Linked DNA regions of Pan troglodytes: regions 1 and 2 are each linked to region 3. Evidence: chromatin contacts called from public Hi-C data. All regions are on one chromosome and are shown on one strand. The core of a region is the stretch at or near the end of the contact, and the rest is flanking DNA. Distances in the headings are between cores, read along the strand shown. Region 1 overlaps LPIN3 (lipin 3). Region 2 has its middle 11 kb from the start of LPIN3. Region 3 overlaps PLCG1 (phospholipase C gamma 1).

Evidence for each region. Hi-C and Micro-C count contacts between places; a contact is called where the count stands out from the background.
Region 1: a Hi-C map of induced pluripotent stem cells shows a contact between it and region 3, with 1.9 times the contacts expected there. The contact joins two enhancer-like sites. A contact is called at or near these places in 2 of 7 Hi-C or Micro-C datasets (induced pluripotent stem cells and a lymphoblastoid cell line).
Region 2: a Hi-C map of stem cell-derived neural progenitor cells shows a contact between it and region 3, with 3 times the contacts expected there. The contact joins two enhancer-like sites. A contact is called at or near these places in 4 of 7 Hi-C or Micro-C datasets (blood, induced pluripotent stem cells and stem cell-derived neural progenitor cells), 1 of 1 datasets of contacts at active chromatin or transcription factors (stem cell-derived excitatory neurons) and 1 of 1 other capture datasets (stem cell-derived neural stem cells).

The regions. Positions count from the first base shown.
Region 1 is chr21:47,619,587-47,622,477 of NHGRI_mPanTro3-v2.0_pri, forward strand. It overlaps LPIN3 (lipin 3), which reads left to right. Exons shown (of 21, transcript XR_010154026.1): 8 at 918-1,017; 9 at 1,154-1,314; 10 at 1,700-1,793; 11 at 1,892-1,961. Among named protein-coding and RNA genes, the nearest start is that of LPIN3, 12 kb to the left of the region's middle. Within about 2 kb of position 1,410, at least 1 of the 24 cell types and tissues checked has an H3K27ac peak or open chromatin away from gene starts, as enhancers often do. A contact at or near this core is called in induced pluripotent stem cells, where this site is marked.
Region 2 is chr21:47,596,906-47,599,784 of NHGRI_mPanTro3-v2.0_pri, forward strand. No RefSeq gene overlaps it. Among named protein-coding and RNA genes, the nearest start is that of LPIN3, 11 kb to the right of the region's middle. Within about 2 kb of position 1,521, at least 7 of the 24 cell types and tissues checked have an H3K27ac peak or open chromatin away from gene starts, as enhancers often do. A contact at or near this core is called in stem cell-derived neural progenitor cells and stem cell-derived neural stem cells, where this site is marked.
Region 3 is chr21:47,439,305-47,442,379 of NHGRI_mPanTro3-v2.0_pri, forward strand. It overlaps PLCG1 (phospholipase C gamma 1), which reads left to right. Exons shown (of 33, transcript XM_054674891.2): 26 at 487-583; 27 at 715-939; 28 at 1,023-1,171; 29 at 1,712-1,826; 30 at 1,944-2,105; 31 at 2,215-2,303; 32 at 2,416-2,603; 33 at 2,759-3,075. The coding sequence ends at 2,801. Among named protein-coding and RNA genes, the nearest start is that of PLCG1, 37 kb to the left of the region's middle. Within about 2 kb of position 1,602, at least 9 of the 24 cell types and tissues checked have an H3K27ac peak or open chromatin away from gene starts, as enhancers often do. A contact at or near this core is called in induced pluripotent stem cells, stem cell-derived neural progenitor cells and stem cell-derived neural stem cells, where this site is marked.

The sequences.
Region 1 (2,891 bases), core at 160-2,659, 180 kb after region 3:
CTGTCCAAATCAGTAGCCACTGGCTATATGTGGCTATTTAAAATCAAATTAGGGACAGCATGGTGGCTCATGCCTGTAATCCCAGCACTTTGGAAGGCTGAGGTGGGAAGATTGCTTGAGGAGTTCAAGATCAAGCCTGGGCAATGTAGTGAGAACCCATCTCTACAAAAAAAAAAAAAAAAATTTTTTTTTAACTAGCCAGGCACGGTGGCATGTGCCTGTAGTCCCAACTACTGAGGAGGCTGAGGCAGGAGGGTCACTTGAACCCAGGAGTTCAAGGCTGCAGCGAGCTATGATCATGTGATCACACCACTGCACTCCAGCCTGGGTGACAGATAAATAAAAATTAAAAATTAAAATTAAATTAAATTAATTGCAATTAAAATATAAAATTCCATTTTTTTTTTTTTTGAGATGGAGTCTCGCTCTGTCACCCAGGCTGGAGTGCAGTGGTGCGACCTCGGCTCACTGCAACCTCTGCCTCCCGGGTTCAAGTGATTCTCCTTCCTCAGCCTCCTGAGTAGCTGGGACTACAGGCACATGTCACCACGCCCAGCTAATTTTTGTATTTTTAGTAGAAATGGGGTTTCACCATGTTGGCCAGGATGGTCTCGATCCCCTGACTTTGTGATCCACCCGCCTCAGCCTCCCAAAGTGCTGGGATTACAGGTGTGAGCCACCACGCCCAGCCTAGAATTCCATTTCTCTGTCACACTGTGATCACATTTTAAGTGTGCTCAATAGCCACATGTGGCTAGCAGCTAATATATCAGACAGTGCAGACATGGGACATTTGTATCACTGCAGAAGGTTCTGCTGGGCAGCACTGCCTTAGAGAATTCAGAGTCAGAGGGCACTTACTGTCCACACTGCTGAGCACATGTCAGCTCTACAGATATCCTCTCTTCAACTCTCAGGCTCCCCAAAGAGAAGCCAGCACCTGGGCCCCAGTGACATCTACCTGGATGACTTGCCCTCCCTGGACTCTGAGAATGCAGCGCTTTACTTCCCCCAAAGGTGCCTGGGTTCTGGATGCCAGGGTGTCTTGGGTCTGGGCTCCTGGGGCCAAGGGTCCACTATCAAGGGCCTGTGAGGAGGTAGGACCCATCTCCCGCCCACCTCGTATTGTCATTGTTGGCCCCTTTGCCTGCAGTGACTCTGGGCTGGGGGCCAGAAGATGGAGTGAACCCAGCAGTCAGAAGTCCCTGAGGGACCCCAACCCTGAACATGAACCTGAACCCACTCTGGACACAGTGGATACAATAGCACTGTCCCTCTGTGGTGGACTGGCTGACAGCCGGGACATCTCCCTAGGTATGTTCGACTATGGCCAAGCCCTTTTGAGGGCTGGTGCTGAGCCCAGAGGATGGGGCGGGCAGGGAAGACCGTGAGGGTGGGGCAGTAGAGGTGAGAGGCTGGGCTTCCCTGCAGCTCTCTGCCCTGTGCAGCCCACACTCCGCCAGCAGGGGCTGGACCTTCCCAAGTCCCCATGAAGCAAAATGCTTGACGCTAAGTTGTGAGTTATCCTGTGAATCCTGGGGTGGGAACAGGTTTAAAAACCACAGGTAGGGAGGAGCACTGCCAGGTTACAAAGCCAACCGACAGGAGGTGAGCAGCAGAGTGGGGAGCACCAGGGGGCTGGGGCAGCGGGTCACATGGAATGTGCCAGCCTCACCCCTCACTCTGCCTCTGTGCCCAGAGAAATTCAACCAGCACAGCGTCTCTTACCAGGACCTCACCAAAAACCCCGGACTTTTGGATGACCCAAACCTAGTGGTGAAAATCAATGGAAAGTAAGTCCCAGAGCTGGGGCTGCTGGCAGCCGGAGAGTCATTTCCCTCTGCACAACCCTGCAGCTGCTGCAGCCTGATGCCCTGTTCTGTCTCTCTAGGCATTATAACTGGGCTGTGGCTGCCCCCATGATCCTCTCCCTGCAAGCCTTCCAGAAAAACTTGCCCAAGGTAATGGTTAGAGCACCACTGCCCCTGCTGGGGAAGGTAGCCATAGACTCAGGGCACGGAGACCCTTGGCAAGGAAGTGAAGGGTGAGCAGAGATGGGCCTGGGAGCCAGGGGCTAGCTGGCTGCAAGACTCACTCTGGGAGAGGCGACACAGGTCCCTGAAGCCTTGCCTCACCCTTCCCTGGTTTCCTGGCCATGGCTGAATCCTGTTGTATTTAAACTTGACTTCAGAGGAGCTCAGGACAAACCAGAGGGGAAGAAAAATCCAACAGATGCTTAAACAAGGACATGTCTTTAGCAGGAGGCCTTTGCATCTGAAATATGGGGAAGCCTTTGGATCTGAAATACGGGGTTTGGGAAATGGAAGTTGCACCCTTCACCTTGCCTGAAGACTATTCCTCCAGGCTGGGCTGAAGGGTGCTTACTTTCTTTATCTGCACACATTTCTTGAGTACCTACTATGTCCCAGGCCTAGGCTGGGGACAGTCATGAATAAACGAAACAAAATTATCCCTGCTCTCAAAGGAAGACGAAGTTAACCAAAGACTCATCCAGATGAATATAATTCAGTCCTGAGCACTGGGAAGGACGGGTGTGCAGTGCTTGCAGAGCCCATGGCAAGGGGGTTTGATAAGCAAGTGCCCGCTGTGCAGAGATTGAAGGATGGGTGGGCCTTGAGCTGGCCAGGGGTGGGGAACAGCATGTATGAAGCCCAGAGGGGGAAAGGAATGACGGTATGCCTAGCCTCTTTACTCTTCCCAGAACCTCTTCCCTGGTCTTCCCAGCCACCTTCCCCTACTCATGGAGGATGGTGCCCTCCTGGGCAGTGCCAGCCTGTGCCAACCTGCACCTGCCCCTCTGGGAGCAATCCAAGGCACCACACTGACCTGGCATGGCCTATTGTTCTTGGCTTGCCCAAAGAGCATCACTA
Region 2 (2,879 bases), core at 271-2,770, 160 kb after region 3:
GGTACACACATCAAAACTCAGTGTACACTTTAGATATGTGTTTTTTTGTTTTGTTTTGTTTTTTGAGATGGAGTCTCACTCTGTCGCCCAGGCTGGAGTGCAGTGGCGCCATCTCTGCTCACTGCAAGCTTCGCCTCCCGGGTTCACGCCATTCTCCTGCCTCAGCCTCCCGAGTAGCTGGGACTACAGGCGCCCACCACCACGCCCAGCTAATTTTTTGTATTTTTTAGTAGAGACGGGGTTTCACCACATTAGCCAGGATGGTCTCGATCTCCTGACCTTGTGATCCGCCCGCCTCGGCCTCCCGAAGTGCTGGGATTACAGGCATGAGCCACTGCGCCTGGCCTAGATATGTGTTTTATTATACATCAATTATACCTCAGTAAAACTGAAAAAAGGTTGTGTTTTAAATCTCTCCCCACCTTTTTTTTTTTTTTTTTTTTTTTTTGGCATGACAGGGTCTCACTCCTCTGCCCAGACTGGAGCACAGTAGTGTGATCATAGCTCACTGCAGCTTCCAACTCTTGGGCTCAAGCAATCCTCTTGCCTCAGCCTCCAGAGTAGCTAGGACTACAGGCATGCACCACCATAGCCAGATAATTAAACAAATTTTTTTTGTACAGACAGCCTCTTGCTTTGTTGCCCAGGTTGATCTCAAAATCCTGGCTTCAAGCAGCCCTCCCTCCTTGACCTCCTGAAATGTTGGGATTACAGGCATGAGCCACCACGCCTGGCCTTGTGTTTTAAATCTTTTACTGTTTTCTTCCACTTAACACTATAAATTCCATCCATGCTGTTTTATGTCTATTTCATGTAGAATTCCAAGGTATGTATCCACAACATTTTACTAACTCATCCCCTAGTTCCTTTGCCTCTAGTTCCTGTATGCCATTAACACTGTAACAAATAACCTCCTGCTTGTCTTCTTGTGGATCTGAGCAAACTTTCTTCAAGATGTATTTCCAGGCTGCTACACTACTGAGCCCTATGCATACTTAATTTTACTCAGAACTACTGGCTTATTTTATAGAAGGGCTGAGCAAGTTTATATTCCCACCAGTCCAATCTCTTCACGTGGGTTTCTGACCCTTCGCGTTGCAGTAACACTGAGACGATGGATGTTGATTCCTGGTGCCCCGATTCAATTTGAAATTGACTTCATGGTCACCGACAAATTATTCTTCAGGTTGTGGCAGGGCTGAGGCCATTTCCTAGTGACTTAACAGATGGAATTTGTTCTCTATTTTCACTTGCTTTTTAAATGTTTTCGGGGAGGGGTGCCTGTTAGAGACAGGAGCACTACAGACTGTCTTCCCTAGGCACTCCCTGGCAGCCTTCTAAGTCCCTAACTACATGGAGAAACTGCCTTGGGTCAGTGTTTTAAGCTGCAAGGAATGTTGTGACTCAGCTAGTCGTTCAGGGACACCTCGATGAACAAGGCCACGGGAAGGAAGTCATTACACAGAGAGCTGGACTGTAAAAACCAAAAATACTCTACACACCAAACTCTAGAGCAGTGCAGCAGTACATCCCATGACTCAACGGGACAGCTTCTGCCACGTGGCACACAGCTCCGGATATGTGGTGCGCAGCCCTCACTCGCAGCTCTGCTGCCGCTCTGAGCTGCTTGGAAAGTTGATGGGGTGGGGAAATCTGTGACTGTATTCTCTCTCCACCCCCTCCACTCTGACCATTGCTCCTCTCATCAGCTCCCCCTCTTCCTACTCCTTCTTTAACCCTCTTGCCCTGCAAAAACAAAAACAGCTGGAATTTAGTATTTCACACATGCTGGCAATTTAGTGGGGACACATGGAGGTCAAAACGCTGGCACTCTAGGAAGACCCTACTGATCAGGCAGACACTGGGCAACAGGTCATATCACCTGGGACAGGGTCAAGAGTACTGGGCAAAGAGGCAGCCCCAAGGAACGGAGACTTCAAAGTACAGGCAAAACCTTTAAAGATGTGGACATTCACTCACTAATCTTTATCAGAGACCTACTATGTGCCAGATGCTTTTTGTTTGTTTTTTTGAGACGGAGTCTCATTCACTGGAGTGCTGTAGCACCATCTCGGCACACTGCAACCTCCACCTCCAGTTCAAGCAATTCTCCCGCCTCAGCCTCCCCAGTAGCTGGGATTACAGGCATGCACCACCACACCTGGCTAATTTTTGTATTTTTGGTACAGACAGGGTTTCACCATCTTGGCCTGGCTGGTCTTGAACTCCTAGCCTCGAGTGATCCACCCGTGTTGGCCTCCCAAACTGTTGGGATTACAGGCGTGAGCCACCGTGCCCGGCCCCAGACTGTTCTTAGGAACTGTCAGTGAAGACAGATCAGATGTCTTGTCCTCACGGGGCCTGCATTCTTTTGGAGGGAGACACACACATACCAGACATCCTCAAGAAGTAAATTAGCACTCAAGGAAGTTGTTAGGGCTACTGGAAAAGATTAGAGCACAGAGAGGTGTCTGGGCATGGTCAGGGTAGACTTCATGGACATTGGTGTGGTCTTGAGGTTAGTGAGGGAGCCAGCCAGGTAGGCATCTAGGGAAAGAAACTTCTGGGCAGAGGAAACAGCCAGTGTGCTTTTTTTTTTTTTTTTTTAAAGAGAGAGTCTTACGCTGTCACTCAGGCTGGTGTGCAGTGGTGTAATCACAGCTCTGCAACCTTGAAATCCTGGGCTCAAGCGATCCTCCCATCTCAGCCTCCCAAAGTGTTGGGATTAAAGACATGAACCACTGCATCTGACCAAGTATACTTTAAGTGTACTCAATAATTGGTTTCCTTTTCCTCATCTATAACAACAGTTTCTACCTTTTGTCCAGCTCCTGAGAGCCTTGAGTTCTAATCACAACAGCACCTCACTCCCAGTGGCA
Region 3 (3,075 bases), core at 352-2,851:
TGGTTATATTTGAGTTGGGGGAGCTGAGGCAGTGAGGATCATCCTTAGGACACAGATGGAAACCAAGCCAGGGGCCTGTATCCCCAGTGCAGTCACAGGTAACACAGAAGAATCATTTTTACCCCAGGATGAGGCTGGGTAATAAATGGCCAGAAAGTGTCATTTGGGAGTGTGGCCAATTCCAGGATCCCTGGAAGGTCACTGGGAACATTGGTGGTGATGAGGAGTCTGTATCCCCCACCCCCCCTAAGAGGGTTGGAGGGCAAATGTGTCCTCTGGGACAGAAAAGAGGAAAGATGATTTCAGGATGAGGCTGAGGCCAGAGCTCTCTCATTTACTGTTGGGTGTGGTGTCTGGAAGGTACAGGGGAAGGTGGGAGAGGGGCCCAGAGCACCTGCAGTATGGGCATGCCCAAGGTTGGCAGGGGCTTCCTTCTCCTGGGCAGGGCTGTAGCCTGGGGCTACAGGGCCTTGTGTGTGTCACCAGCTCACTGAAGGGAAGATAATGGAACGGAGGAAGAAGATTGCCCTGGAGCTCTCTGAACTTGTCGTCTACTGCCGGCCTGTTCCCTTCGATGAAGAGAGTAAGGGCCAGGGCCCAGGCGGGGTGTGCATGTGCCTGGAGGGCCTGGTGGGTGCAAAAAGAGTATTTAGGTATCCCCCCAACACTTCCTGGGTGGGCGGGCTCTGTAAGTGTTTTCCCTGTTTGGCCCAGAGATTGGCACAGAACGTGCTTGCTACCGGGACATGTCATCCTTCCCGGAAACCAAGGCTGAGAAATACGTGAACAAGGCCAAAGGCAAGAAGTTCCTTCAGTACAATCGACTGCAGCTCTCCCGCATCTACCCCAAGGGCCAGCGACTGGATTCCTCCAACTACGATCCTTTGCCCATGTGGATCTGTGGCAGTCAGCTTGTGGCCCTCAACTTCCAGACCCCTGGTGAGGAAGTCCCCTGTGAGGAGGGTGGGGAGGGGCACTGTGGGGCAGCTGGACTGGAATACACCATAATCTGCCTCTTCCAGACAAGCCTATGCAGATGAACCAGGCCCTCTTCATGACGGGCAGGCACTGTGGCTACGTGCTGCAGCCAAGCACCATGCGGGATGAGGCCTTCGACCCCTTTGACAAGAGCAGCCTCCGCGGGCTGGAGCCATGTGCCATCTCTATTGAGGTGGGTGCTGCTCATCTGGGCTTCAGGGTAGGAAAGGGGCTGCTTGCCGTTGGAGTCTGTTTATGTTGAGTTCTCCAAAAGTAGGTATTTTCAGGCATCAAGGTGGTCAGGGTGGGTGGGGCCTGAGCTGAGTCTTTGAAGGGGTGAAGATAGCATGCAGTCACTATGCATCTAGGACGTGCAGAGCCATGGTGTGACTTGTTCTGATGACTTGTTTTGTTCTGATGAGATCTTTTTTTTCCCTAAGGGGAGGTCATTTAAAAGATTTCTGTGTTAAAATAGTAATGGATTTAACATGAAGTAGATTGCAAAACTCACATGGAAATTTTGGCTAAAGCTCAGACTTCAGATAAACTACAGGCAGCAGCTGCTCTGGACAGCTTAGGGTCCCTGATGTTGTGAGGGACTCCATGGGCAGTGTCCCGGGGGCCCAGCAGAGGGCGCGCTGCCTCCACTCCACAGATGCTGCCTGAGCCTCCGCAGTGGGGGATTGGAGGGAGCAGGAGGGACAATCCCAGGCCCTTCTTTGTCTGCCTACAGGTGCTGGGGGCCCGACATCTGCCAAAGAATGGCCGAGGCATTGTGTGTCCTTTTGTGGAGATTGAGGTGGCTGGAGCTGAGTATGACAGCACCAAGCAGAAGACAGAGTTTGTGGGTCAGTCTGTCTTCCCAGTCATCCTCCTCATCCTGCTGGGGCACTGCAAGCCTCTCCCCACCAGTCATCCCATCCTCTCCCAGGGTGACCTGAAGCCTTTTGTCGTTGCCTTCACAGTGGACAATGGACTCAACCCTGTATGGCCAGCCAAGCCCTTCCACTTCCAGATCAGTAACCCTGAATTTGCCTTTCTGCGCTTCGTGGTGTATGAGGAAGACATGTTTAGTGACCAGAATTTCCTGGCTCAGGCTACTTTCCCAGTAAAAGGCCTGAAGACAGGTGAGGACCATTCCTGGAGGCAGTGCCCCTGCAATCTTGCTGGCAGGGTGGGGCTGGGCCCCTTGCTCTGTCCCTCGTGGGCTGAGGGCCAGGCTTTTCCTCCTCCTAGGATACAGAGCAGTGCCTTTGAAGAATAACTACAGTGAGGACCTGGAGTTGGCCTCCCTGCTGATCAAGATTGACATTTTCCCTGCCAAGGTATCTGCAGCAGGGGTGGGCTGGCCTGGGGTAGGTGGGAGGAGAGCCAGGCAGCAGCCTCCAGAAGTGCAGAGGAGTCATTGACCCTCTTGTGCACCTGGCTTCGTTGAAGCAGGAGAATGGTGACCTCAGTCCCTTCAGTGGTACGTCCCTGCGGGAGCGGGGCTCAGATGCCACAGGCCAGCTGTTTCACGGCCGAGCCCGGGAAGGCTCCTTTGAATCCCGCTACCAGCAGCCGTTTGAGGACTTCCGCATCTCCCAGGAGCATCTCGCAGACCATTTTGACAGTCGAGAACGAAGGTGAGGAAGATGGAGGGGTGCTAGAGCCAGGAAGGCAGTGGCTAGGTCCTCCTTCTTCAGTGTTTCTTTCTCCTGGGTAGAAAAGTTGTAATATTGTCTGGCATTGGGCTGCAAGGCCCTGCCTGCCAGTAAGGACACTCTTCCCTTCTGTCCAGGGCCCCAAGAAGGACTCGGGTCAATGGAGACAACCGCCTCTAGTTGTACCCCAGCCTCGTTGGAGAGCAGCAGGTGCTGTGCGCCTTGTAGAATGCCGCGAACTGGGTTCTTTGGAAGCAGCCCCCTGTGGCGGCCTTCCGGGTCTCGCAGCCTGAAGCCTGGATTCCAGCAGTGAATGCTAGACAGAAACCAAGCCATTAATGAGATGTTATTACTGTTTTGGGCCTCCGTGCCCCAGCTCTGGATGAAGGCAAAAACTGTACTGTGTTTCGCATTAAGCACACACATCTGGCCCTGACTTCTGGAGATGGATCCT